Regions from separate parts of the Mus musculus genome. Here regions 1 and 2 are each linked to region 3. A link is a contact called in public HiChIP or PLAC-seq data. All regions are on one chromosome and are shown on one strand. Each heading gives the region's core, a stretch centred on a gene start, on an enhancer-like site or on the middle of the called end of the contact. The rest is flanking DNA. Distances are from core to core; before and after follow the strand shown.

Region 1 (3,197 bases), core at 181-2,680, 330 kb after region 3:
ATATGTAGCAGAGGATGGCCTTGTTGGGGGAGGAGAAGAGGCCCATGGTCCTGTGAAGGTTCTATGCCCCAGTATAGAGGAATGCCTGAGCCAGGAAGCTGGAGTGGGTGGGTTGTGGAGCAGGGGGAGGAGGGAAGGGATAGGAGATTTTTTGGAGGGGAAACTAGGAAAGGGAATAACATTTGAAATGTAAATAAAGAAAATATCTAAGGAAGGAAGGAAGGAAGGAAAGAAAGAAAGAAAGAAAGAAAGAAAGAAAGAAAGAAAGAAAGAAAGAAAGAAAGAAAGAAAGAAAGAAAGAGAGAGAGACAAACCTCTGCTCATGTTGGATCCTCTTACCTGTTCTAGTTTTATTTCTGTTGGTGGGAAAGAAAAATCAAGGTAGGGAAAAGGGGGTTTACTTTTGTTTCTAATTCCAGGTTATAGCCCACTGTTGAGAGGAAACCATAGCAAAGGGATTAGTCACATCATATCCACAGTCTAGGCAGGGAGAAATGAACTCACAAATGCTGCTCGCTCCCTTGCACTCAACTTGATTTCTCCACTTTTACACAGGTCAGGACCCCTCATCTAGGGAATGTTGCTGCCCACAGTGGACTGGGTCTACCTATATCAGTTAAGCTAATCCCACACACACACCACAGGCTAACCGTATGTAGACAGGTCCTCACTGAGACTGCCCAAGTTATTTGGGTTGTGTATCGAAATGACAAAACTAATCACCAAATATAAAAATGTCTAACTCAGAAAATGCTAATAATTTTCCATTTTAAAAGTACTTATAAGAGGGGGCTGGAGACGTGTCTCTGGTTACAAGCATTTGCTCTTATAGAAGATCTGGGTTCAGTTCCCAACACCCACATTGCTGCTCACAAGCAGCTGTGACTCTAGTCCCAGGAGATCCAACATCCCCTGCTGGCATCTACAGGCACCAGGCATGCATTTGCTGCACATATACACATGAAGGCGTTTACACACACACACAGGAAAATAAATCTTCAAACTACCTAGAAGATGTTTGGTTTTTAAGTGAAAACTCCCATTCGGTAAAGTACAGATAGTTTCCAGATTGACGTTTCCCAATTTCAACTTCAATTCCCAATTTCTAATTTTCAGAAGACAGATCCAATATCCAAAAGTTGCTCTTAATCTTCCTCCCTTCTTCCCTCCTTCTCTCCTTCCTCCCTCCCTCCCTCCATTCCTTCCTCTCTGCCTCAGTTCTTCCCTTTTTCTTCCCCTCTCCCTGGTCCCACTTGTCTGGCCAGTTTGAGGTAAACTCTCTTTATGCCCTAACATTGTTCCTGCAAACAGACTGTGCCGTGAAGGTTGATTAGGGACTCAGGCTGTCCCTGTGGTCTGTAACTCATACTGAGCCCTTCAGACCAGGCATGTCAGGAAAGATATATTTTAACCAAGGTTTCAAATATCTAAAACTCTGACTCATAAGTTTTCCTGCCCCCTAACCCTATGTCACAGCCAATCAACTCTTCCTTCACGACATGCAGACGTTCCTGATGGCCATTTTCTTCTTTGTTGCTTTTCTTCCATTTGTAGTGTGGTATGTAATCCTTAAAGAAATGGTAATCAGACAGACATGGGAGACATAGAAGAAAGGGGCCAGAGTGAGACCGGTGATGGTCATTGTACAAGGACGCCATCCTTGCTTGGAATGCTGTAGTAGTGTTATGTTTGCCAAGGGAGGGAGGCGGCATCAGAAGGAGTCATGTGACTTACAATGCCACTGTCCTTGTAGTGGCACTATGCCAAGGGAGGCGTAGAGAACACGGGCCAAGTGTGCTGCTGTATCACTAAGCACCTGGGAACAGACTCAGAGCTCAGAATGCGGTTGACAAAGGATAATTAATTGTCAACAGCTGTTGCTGAATCTGTACCTCTAAATGAGGACAATGCAAACATGTTCGCCCAGCTCCACACCCGGGAGCAGAGACGCTCTGGGAACACTCTGGCCTGGAGATAAGGAGTTCTGAGAACATGGAAAATGTGATGACAACCATTTCTTGTTTCTTCACCGTAGGAAGAGTAGGAGGGAAGACTTGTTTCTGACCCTTTTGTTACAGAATCATTTGGTGGCCTCAGCAAAACATCTGCCATATGACCCATTCTGTCGAAGGAAAGAGAGGCAGCCCAAATCATTAGATACACAATGGGTCCACACAAGTATCAATGTTCTGGTGTGGTAGTGGAAAGAGAGGCAGCCCAAATCATTAGACACATAGTGGGTCCACACAAGTATCAGTGTTCTGGTGTGGTAGTGGAAAGAGAGGCAGCCCAAATCATTAGATACATAGTGGGTCCACACAAGCATCAGTATTCAGGTGGGATAGAACTGTGTTAACTCTTGTAATTAATTCTTATTCCCCCATCAGACTAAGCTGACAGCCTTAGAACTTTAAGAATAATTCTCAACAACTAATATAATTACTAGGAAATGTAAAAGACAGTGGAGCCAGTGTCTTGGGGATCAACCTGCAGCCCCCTTCTCGTCCCAGCATGCTCCGTTCTGTATATTCTAGTTGAACTCTGCCAGTTAGTCACTTTGGCTCACAGCAGCCAAGTGCACACATGGTGAAGATGGCGACTTAACAGCCTGAAACTCAAAGCAGAGGATGAGGGGTCTTTGTTGTCTCTATTTCATTCCCATTTTCCTTCTGCACTGCCTTCCAAACAGACTCACTATCAACAGCCAGCCATTGCCATCATCATGGGAAAAACACTTGTGAAACTTAACTTCAAAACAGTTACTGCTTCACTGAGCCTTGTGTGTGTGTAGGCCCCAGGGTAGAGGACCTTCCTCACTTGATAACTACCCTGTCCTTTGGAAGCAGGGTCTTGAGTTAAATCCAGACCTCACCAATTCAGCTAGTCTGCCTTACTGGCCTCTGGAAACCCTCCCCTGTCTACCCTCACCTAACCCCAGGTCTTGCTGACGCCCCTGACCCTGACCAAGGAGTCTTGCTAACAGAACGATATTGGCCCATCTTTGGTTTTTCCTCAGTAGTTCCACGTTCTGGGTGAAACCCATCTGGCCACCACGAGTTCCTGCCCTCTCTAGCGTCTCCACGACACATTGAGATTTTCCTTGTGGGGACGGGAGGGATCCAGCCCCGAGCTCCTCTGTCCTGCTTCTCCTTTTCTCGTCTGTTCCTTTGGGCAGACATTGGAGTATTAACTGCGCT
Region 2 (2,929 bases), core at 49-2,548, 350 kb after region 3:
AAGTTTTGCCCTGAACCACCGTGAGTGGTGAGCTGTTGTTGCGGTGTATTGCAAAGCTGGAGTTCCAGACGACACCACTGCTCACTCACAGGGCGCTCATTTTGCCTGTAGTGGAAAGGCAGCGAGAGGAGTTGTGAGTCGGGCACGAGATCTAAGGGACTCAGAACTCCAGGGCCATGTGAGTTTGCTGCAGAGCAAGTGTGAGGGACAATGACAGCCCTGATTGGGGGAGGGGGCCTGGATGGATGCTGACTCTGCAGTTTCCTGTGGCTTCTGTGTCCCTACCTAATGTCATAGCTTCACCTGCCAACCTGACACAAACTTAGAGAGGCTGGGGGAAGGGAGCTTCAGTTGAGAAATCGCCTCCATCAGATTGGCCTGTGGGAGTGTTTGCAGGGCATTTTCTTGATTGCTAGTTGTTGGAGGAAGGCCCCGCCCACTGTGGGCGGCACCATCTCTAGGCAGGCAGTCCATCCAGGTCAGAAAGGTAGCTGAATGTGAGCCAGTGAGCAGCCAGTGGCAGCGCTCCTGCATGGCCTCCGCTTCAGCTCCAGCCTCAGGTTGACTTAGTCAGGGTGCTATCGCAGTAACAGAAAGTAACGTAGGAAATCTAGTAAGCACCAGCACTTCCACTGTTCTGGAAGATTCTACAGAAGTCGTTCCCTACCTGTGGCCGATAGACCAACCAGCAGTCTCCCTCCAGTCCTCAGGCCAATTCCTAGAACTAAATCCAAGCAGAACCTGTGTGAGCCTGTGTTAGAGCCTGCTACGGGGCTAATGTGTGAGCCTGAAGGATGGTGACACGGCCCAGCATTCACTGAAAGGAGGCAGAGATTGCCCCTGGAGTCATCGTTGAGGTTTTCCTCAAAAGCATGAAGCTTATGGCTAGACAGCAGCTTTGGATGCGCCCTCAGAATGCAGACACGCTTGCCACCTCTGTAACCTCTAAATGGAGACATGGAATGTGCTTTCCTGTGCATGTGTGTGCGTGCAGAATATGTATATATGGTACACGGGAAATAAATAGCTTAAGCTAGATACCAGAAAGATCCCTCGCTGCTCTGGGGTCTGGAAGCAAATGACAGGAAAGTGTGATTGGGAAAGTAAAATTGTTTAACCGGCTCAGAAATTAAAACAAAACAAAACAAAACAAACAAACAAACAAAAAAAAAAAACCAACTAAGGCGTTTCCAAGTGCGGGAAACATTCCAAACAGGATGTACAGGAGTGTGCGAGGTGCCTGGGGAAAGGAAGCATTTGGGAGAAATTGGAACTACATTTTACAATGATTTATTTATTTTGTTAATGGAGTACACTCAAGGTTTGTATGTATCTGAGGTGAGTGGAAACACAAGTCCATATAAACTGTAAGTAGAGTAGCTTTTAAATTTCCGTTTTTATTTACTGACGGAAAGGAAGTAATTTAAAGTTATTTAAAACACACACAACAAAGAAACACTAGACAATTTTCTGCTTCCTTCCTGTTGATCTCACTGCCAACAGTGCCCTCTAGTGGTGAACTGAGAAGACGTTGGTGGAGGAGGGAAAAAACATTACCGGAATTTTCATGAAAACGTAAACTTTTACAATTCCACTTGGTAACTGAATGCTATATTTGGCAAGAAAAAAAATGAATCTTTGCAGAGGTTCACAGCAGATAGCTTAAGACGTGGGCGTTTCAACGTCAGCTTTCCTTAGTGGCTCTCCTGAGTGCATGCCCATCTGTGCGTGTAAATGCCCTCGAGGCTGCCTTTGGGGCGAGTCTGGGCCACAGCTTCTATTGTGTACCTTAAAACGAACAGAATCCACTTTTATGAGGGATACAATCGTTCTCCCCGAACTTGTGCTTCAACCTTAATCACTTCCAAGAACAACACAGTGTTCTTGCAGGATCTCACCTGGCCCCAACTCATCGAACAAACCAAGCCCCATTTTCTTAGAATGATTCAGACGCTCCCCTCCCCCGACCCCCACCCCCGCAAAAAGCAGTCATCACAACAGGCTACAGCCCGGGTTACAGAATGAAGTCGCGCTAACCCTGGCTCTGCCTAGAGCTTCTAGAGCAGCTACTTCTGAAATAAAGATGGGAGGTGGCTTCCCGGGCGCCACTCTAACGCCAGGCAACCGCTGGGCCATGAGCTCTGAGGCTTCAGCTCTGAACATGGTTCTCTGCCCTAAGCCCCTGGTCCAAAGATCCAAAGCACAGTACTTGTCTGTTTTAGGAGATGTTGGTACATACAGGCTGTTTTATGAGCATTCTGACATTCCGACTGTACCCCCTTTGATGTCTTCAATAGCACCCTTTGTCATAAGTGCCCAAAACGTGTCACTCACTGGCTGTCATGTTGGACAGAATTGGACACTCTTTCACTACAGGGGGACATCCTTGGTCTAGAATCATCTTCAAGCCCTGGCCCTAAAGAAACTCCTGAAAATTGTACTTTATAGGAGCAAAAGTTATTAAGCAACACACCGTCTAGCAATCAAAGAGAATGTCCTTAGTGCTTGGACAGACAGGTTCCACTCACATTCTAGACCGATACCCTAAGAAGAACGCATTCTTTATGAGGCATTTTTGCCAAAACACATAAACTGAATCTAACCATGAGGAAACTTCTGACACGAAGTGAAAGAGAGTCTGCAAAATAATTGGCTTGTCCTTTCCAAAATGCCAAGGTCATCAAAGAGAAAGGAAGGCTAGAGTTGAACCACAGGAGGGGAGACTCGAGAGACATGACAGTTAAATGAATCACAAGATCCTAAGTTAGGTCTAAACCACGGAAGGCATTAGCTACAGCCCAAAGTCCTGATTAGAGGGACACAAGAATCATGTTTCTTGTTTGCTCACCATGGTGTGACCAGATCAGAAAAGGTCTAGGGCTGAAAAGATGGTTCCGCCATTAAGACTGGTCGCTGCTCTTCCAGGGGA
Region 3 (3,140 bases), core at 600-3,099:
GGGCATCAGATCCCATCACAGATGGTTGTGAGCCACCATGTGGTTGCTGGGAATTGAACTCAGGACCTTTGGAAGGGCAGTCAGTGCTCTTAACCACTGAGCCATCTCTCCAGCCCAACATTGGGTTCTTTACAGTTGGGTTATCATGCCAAAACCTTCTAAGAGCAGTTATGATTTAGTTGTAAAATATTCCTACTGGTTCATGGGTTTGAACACTTGGTTCCCGGCTGGGCTGCTGTTCTGGGAAGACCTAGATCTGGGAGAATGGGTCACTGGATTTTGAAGGTTATAGTGCAGGCTTGCTTCTGGGTCCAGTCTTTTTCACTTCCTGGTCTGCCAAGACGTGAGCAGGCAGATGCTACCGGCTCCTGGCTACACATGACTGCCCAATGCCTGCAGTCCCATGCACAGCAGAATGGCTGTTCTCAAACTGCAAGGTGAGATGAATCCTGAGAGTCACTTCAATGTCAGGAAACATCATAGACACACAAGTGCCTTTATTGTAGACTTTGCACTGATTTGGGGAAAATTCCTGGGAACGCAATTAGTCATAGGCTAGGTACAACAATTTTAATGTATCTGACTAAACGTTATTGATCTATGTTATTCGCAGCCATGTTTTATGAGCACTGTTACCAGTAGTGCATCTAAGTGTTCCTTATATTATTACTGAAAAGTTGGCTGAAGGAAAAGACACACAGCAGACCAGGCTTCATCGGAGCAGTTCTGCTGAAGGATAGTCTCTAGGTTGAGAAACCAGAGTACAGACCAGGGATTATTATGGGGTGGAGATGAGGGGAAGGGGAAGGGGGAGAACAGAAGGACAGGAGGCGTGGTCAAAGAGAAAGCTTTTTGACTGAAGACTGGCCATTGCTAGGAGTGACCAAAGAATGTTGAGCAGTAAGGAAGGAGATGTCAGGGGATTGACAGGCATTGTGGGGATCTGCAGGGGGAGGGATGGAGGAAAACAACCTCGGGAAGGGCTAATTACTGTGGTTTGGGAAAATTGTCACCATTTAATCAAAATGGAGTAGTTTTCAAAGTGTTGTGGCCTTGGCCAACAACTATGAGTTTTTCCTGTGTGCCAAGTACCTTGCTTGGATGACATTTTCTTCTGTCCACATCCATAACTGTATCACCCTCCCTCTTCTCTTCCTCTCACCTCAGGCACTGCCTCTGACTTAATTCTCACTAGAAGCCTTGCCAGCTGGGTGACCATCTCTGTGTTCATCTGTGTCATTTCCTTCTGTGTGGCCAGTGCCACCACACAGCACTGTGACCTGGCCACCATTCCCCAAGAATAGCTCAACCACTTCTCCTTCATGTACCTATTAGTCAGGGTGACTAACACGGACAAATCTGGTTGAATGAATAATGTTTGGCAATGTGTACAAGGCCCATAATGTTAAACAAAACTAAGGGCTCCAATTAAGTCTTATATTTAAATTCAATCTTGAATTGATTTTCTGGGGCAAGCACTTTGCTTAAGCTAAAAACAAAAGTCAAAGAGATTTTTCACATTTGGTCTGGATAAAGAAAGAAATTAATAAGGCCTTAGAAGTCAGAGTAATTATCGCTGAGAAGCATCATGGGAGTCGGGGTGGGGGTGTGTGTGGGATCATTGGCATCCACAGTGTATGGACAGCAGGACCCATGGCTTCAGATCCCTGACATGGGGCCCAGGCAGATAAATAGTAAGAGCTGGACCAGTGGACAAGGGGACAGTGATCTATAGACGCTGTGCCCCCTTCCCTGGGGTGTCACTTCCCAAGGCCAGAGTACTGGGTCAGACACTGCAATGATTTAGACAAGAATTTTAATCATTTGGCCATGTTTTTAGGTATCCATGGTAACAGGTTGATCTATTTCCATGTGTGGGTTAGACTCCAGGGGAAAGGCCTGCTGGATTCACAGCAGGATGGTCAGCTCCCATCCAGGAATTCGGGTAGCATGGCAGCATTGTCAGGAAAGACAGCTTTATTGCCTGTGTTCCCAGCCTCTGTCCTAAGAGATAGTTCAGCCTCGTTTCAAAGGCTGAGACGCAGCTCAGCTCAGTGTTTGCCTGTTCCTGTTAAGAGTGAGGTGCAATTGTAACTGCTAGGTCACAGGAGACAGAACACAACACAATTATCACAACCAAGAGGCCACACAGGCCTCCTCAGGGCTTGGGTGTGTCTCACTCTGTCACCTCAGACAGTGCATTCCTGAAATGTCATTAGTAGTCAACACCACATTCCCAGGACAAACCTGGGAGAGACAGTCTCCCTCCTCTGAGAACCGCCCCACACAGAGGGCAGATGTCAGCAAGGCGAGGCTTTGTGTTTTTGTTATTTCCAAATTCATCCTTGCTGCCTTTTTGATTACAAACAACCTTGAGGTTTGATTCTGGGACACTTTATTCCTCGTAAAATTTAAACAAGTCCCCCTCTGCTGGTCCCCATTTCCCCCTGTCCTTCTCTGGCTTAGACAAATTTCTGAGTCAATCTGATTATGAATCAGCAGTTTTTATCTCAAGAACAATATATCTTGGGATGAAAAAAAAAGCACTTAAAAACAAAAACAAAGCAAAACAAAATCCCACAAAACCCGACTGTCTATAAATTCATGAATCATGAATCAATGTCCTTTTAATTAATGGCATGAGGTGGCCTCAACAGCATTAATGCATAAATGAGAACGTACTTAAATTATTAAAAAGAAAATTATTTTAAAGATCTATGTCTTAGTTAGGGTTTTACTGCCGTGAACTGATACCATGGCCAAGGCAACTCTTATAAATTAAACATTTAATTGGGGCTGGCTTACAGGCCCAGAGGTTCAGTCCATTACCATCAAGAGTAACAGTGCCCAGGCAGGTGTGGTGCAGGAGGAGCTGAGAGGTCTACATCTTGTTCCAAAGGCAAATAGGAGAAGACTGGCTTCCAGGCAGCCAGCACGAGGGCCTTAAGGCCCATGCCCACAGTGACAAGCTTCCTCCAACAAGGCCGCACCTACTCCAACAAGGCCACACCTCCAAATAGTGCCACTCCCTGGGCCAAGCATATTCAAACCACCACACTCTATTAAGCTGACGGGAAGTCCTTCTGCTGATTTGGGACTCTGAGGATAAAAGCATCTCAGGGGACACACTTGCTGCCTTA

What was found. HiChIP or PLAC-seq counts read pairs in DNA pulled down with a chosen protein or histone mark.
Region 1: an HNF4G HiChIP or PLAC-seq map of pancreatic cancer cells shows a contact between it and region 3. The contact joins two enhancer-like sites. A contact is called at or near these places in 1 of 39 promoter capture datasets (liver), 2 of 484 Hi-C or Micro-C datasets (bone marrow-derived macrophages and nephron progenitors), 3 of 115 datasets of contacts at active chromatin or transcription factors (embryonic fibroblasts, embryonic stem cells and pancreatic cancer cells) and 1 of 9 other capture datasets (embryonic stem cells).
Region 2: a contact with region 3 is called in an H3K27ac HiChIP or PLAC-seq map of embryonic fibroblasts, with 8 times the contacts expected there. The contact joins two enhancer-like sites. A contact is called at or near these places in 3 of 39 promoter capture datasets (the C10 cell line and liver), 1 of 484 Hi-C or Micro-C datasets (brown adipocytes), 2 of 115 datasets of contacts at active chromatin or transcription factors (embryonic fibroblasts and pancreatic cancer cells) and 1 of 9 other capture datasets (embryonic stem cells).

Annotation. Positions count from the first base shown.
Region 1 is chr6:145,381,419-145,384,615 of GRCm38.p6, reverse strand. No RefSeq gene overlaps it. Among named protein-coding and RNA genes, the nearest start is that of Gm38926, 35 kb to the right of the region's middle. Within about 2 kb of position 1,430, at least 11 of the 459 cell types and tissues checked have an H3K27ac peak or open chromatin away from gene starts, as enhancers often do. A contact at or near this core is called in pancreatic cancer cells, where this site is marked.
Region 2 is chr6:145,358,825-145,361,753 of GRCm38.p6, reverse strand. No RefSeq gene overlaps it. Among named protein-coding and RNA genes, the nearest start is that of Gm38926, 12 kb to the right of the region's middle. Within about 2 kb of position 1,298, at least 46 of the 459 cell types and tissues checked have an H3K27ac peak or open chromatin away from gene starts, as enhancers often do. A contact at or near this core is called in embryonic fibroblasts and pancreatic cancer cells, where this site is marked.
Region 3 is chr6:145,712,445-145,715,584 of GRCm38.p6, reverse strand. No RefSeq gene overlaps it. Among named protein-coding and RNA genes, the nearest start is that of Rassf8, 33 kb to the left of the region's middle. Within about 2 kb of position 1,849, at least 82 of the 459 cell types and tissues checked have an H3K27ac peak or open chromatin away from gene starts, as enhancers often do. A contact at or near this core is called in embryonic fibroblasts and pancreatic cancer cells, where this site is marked.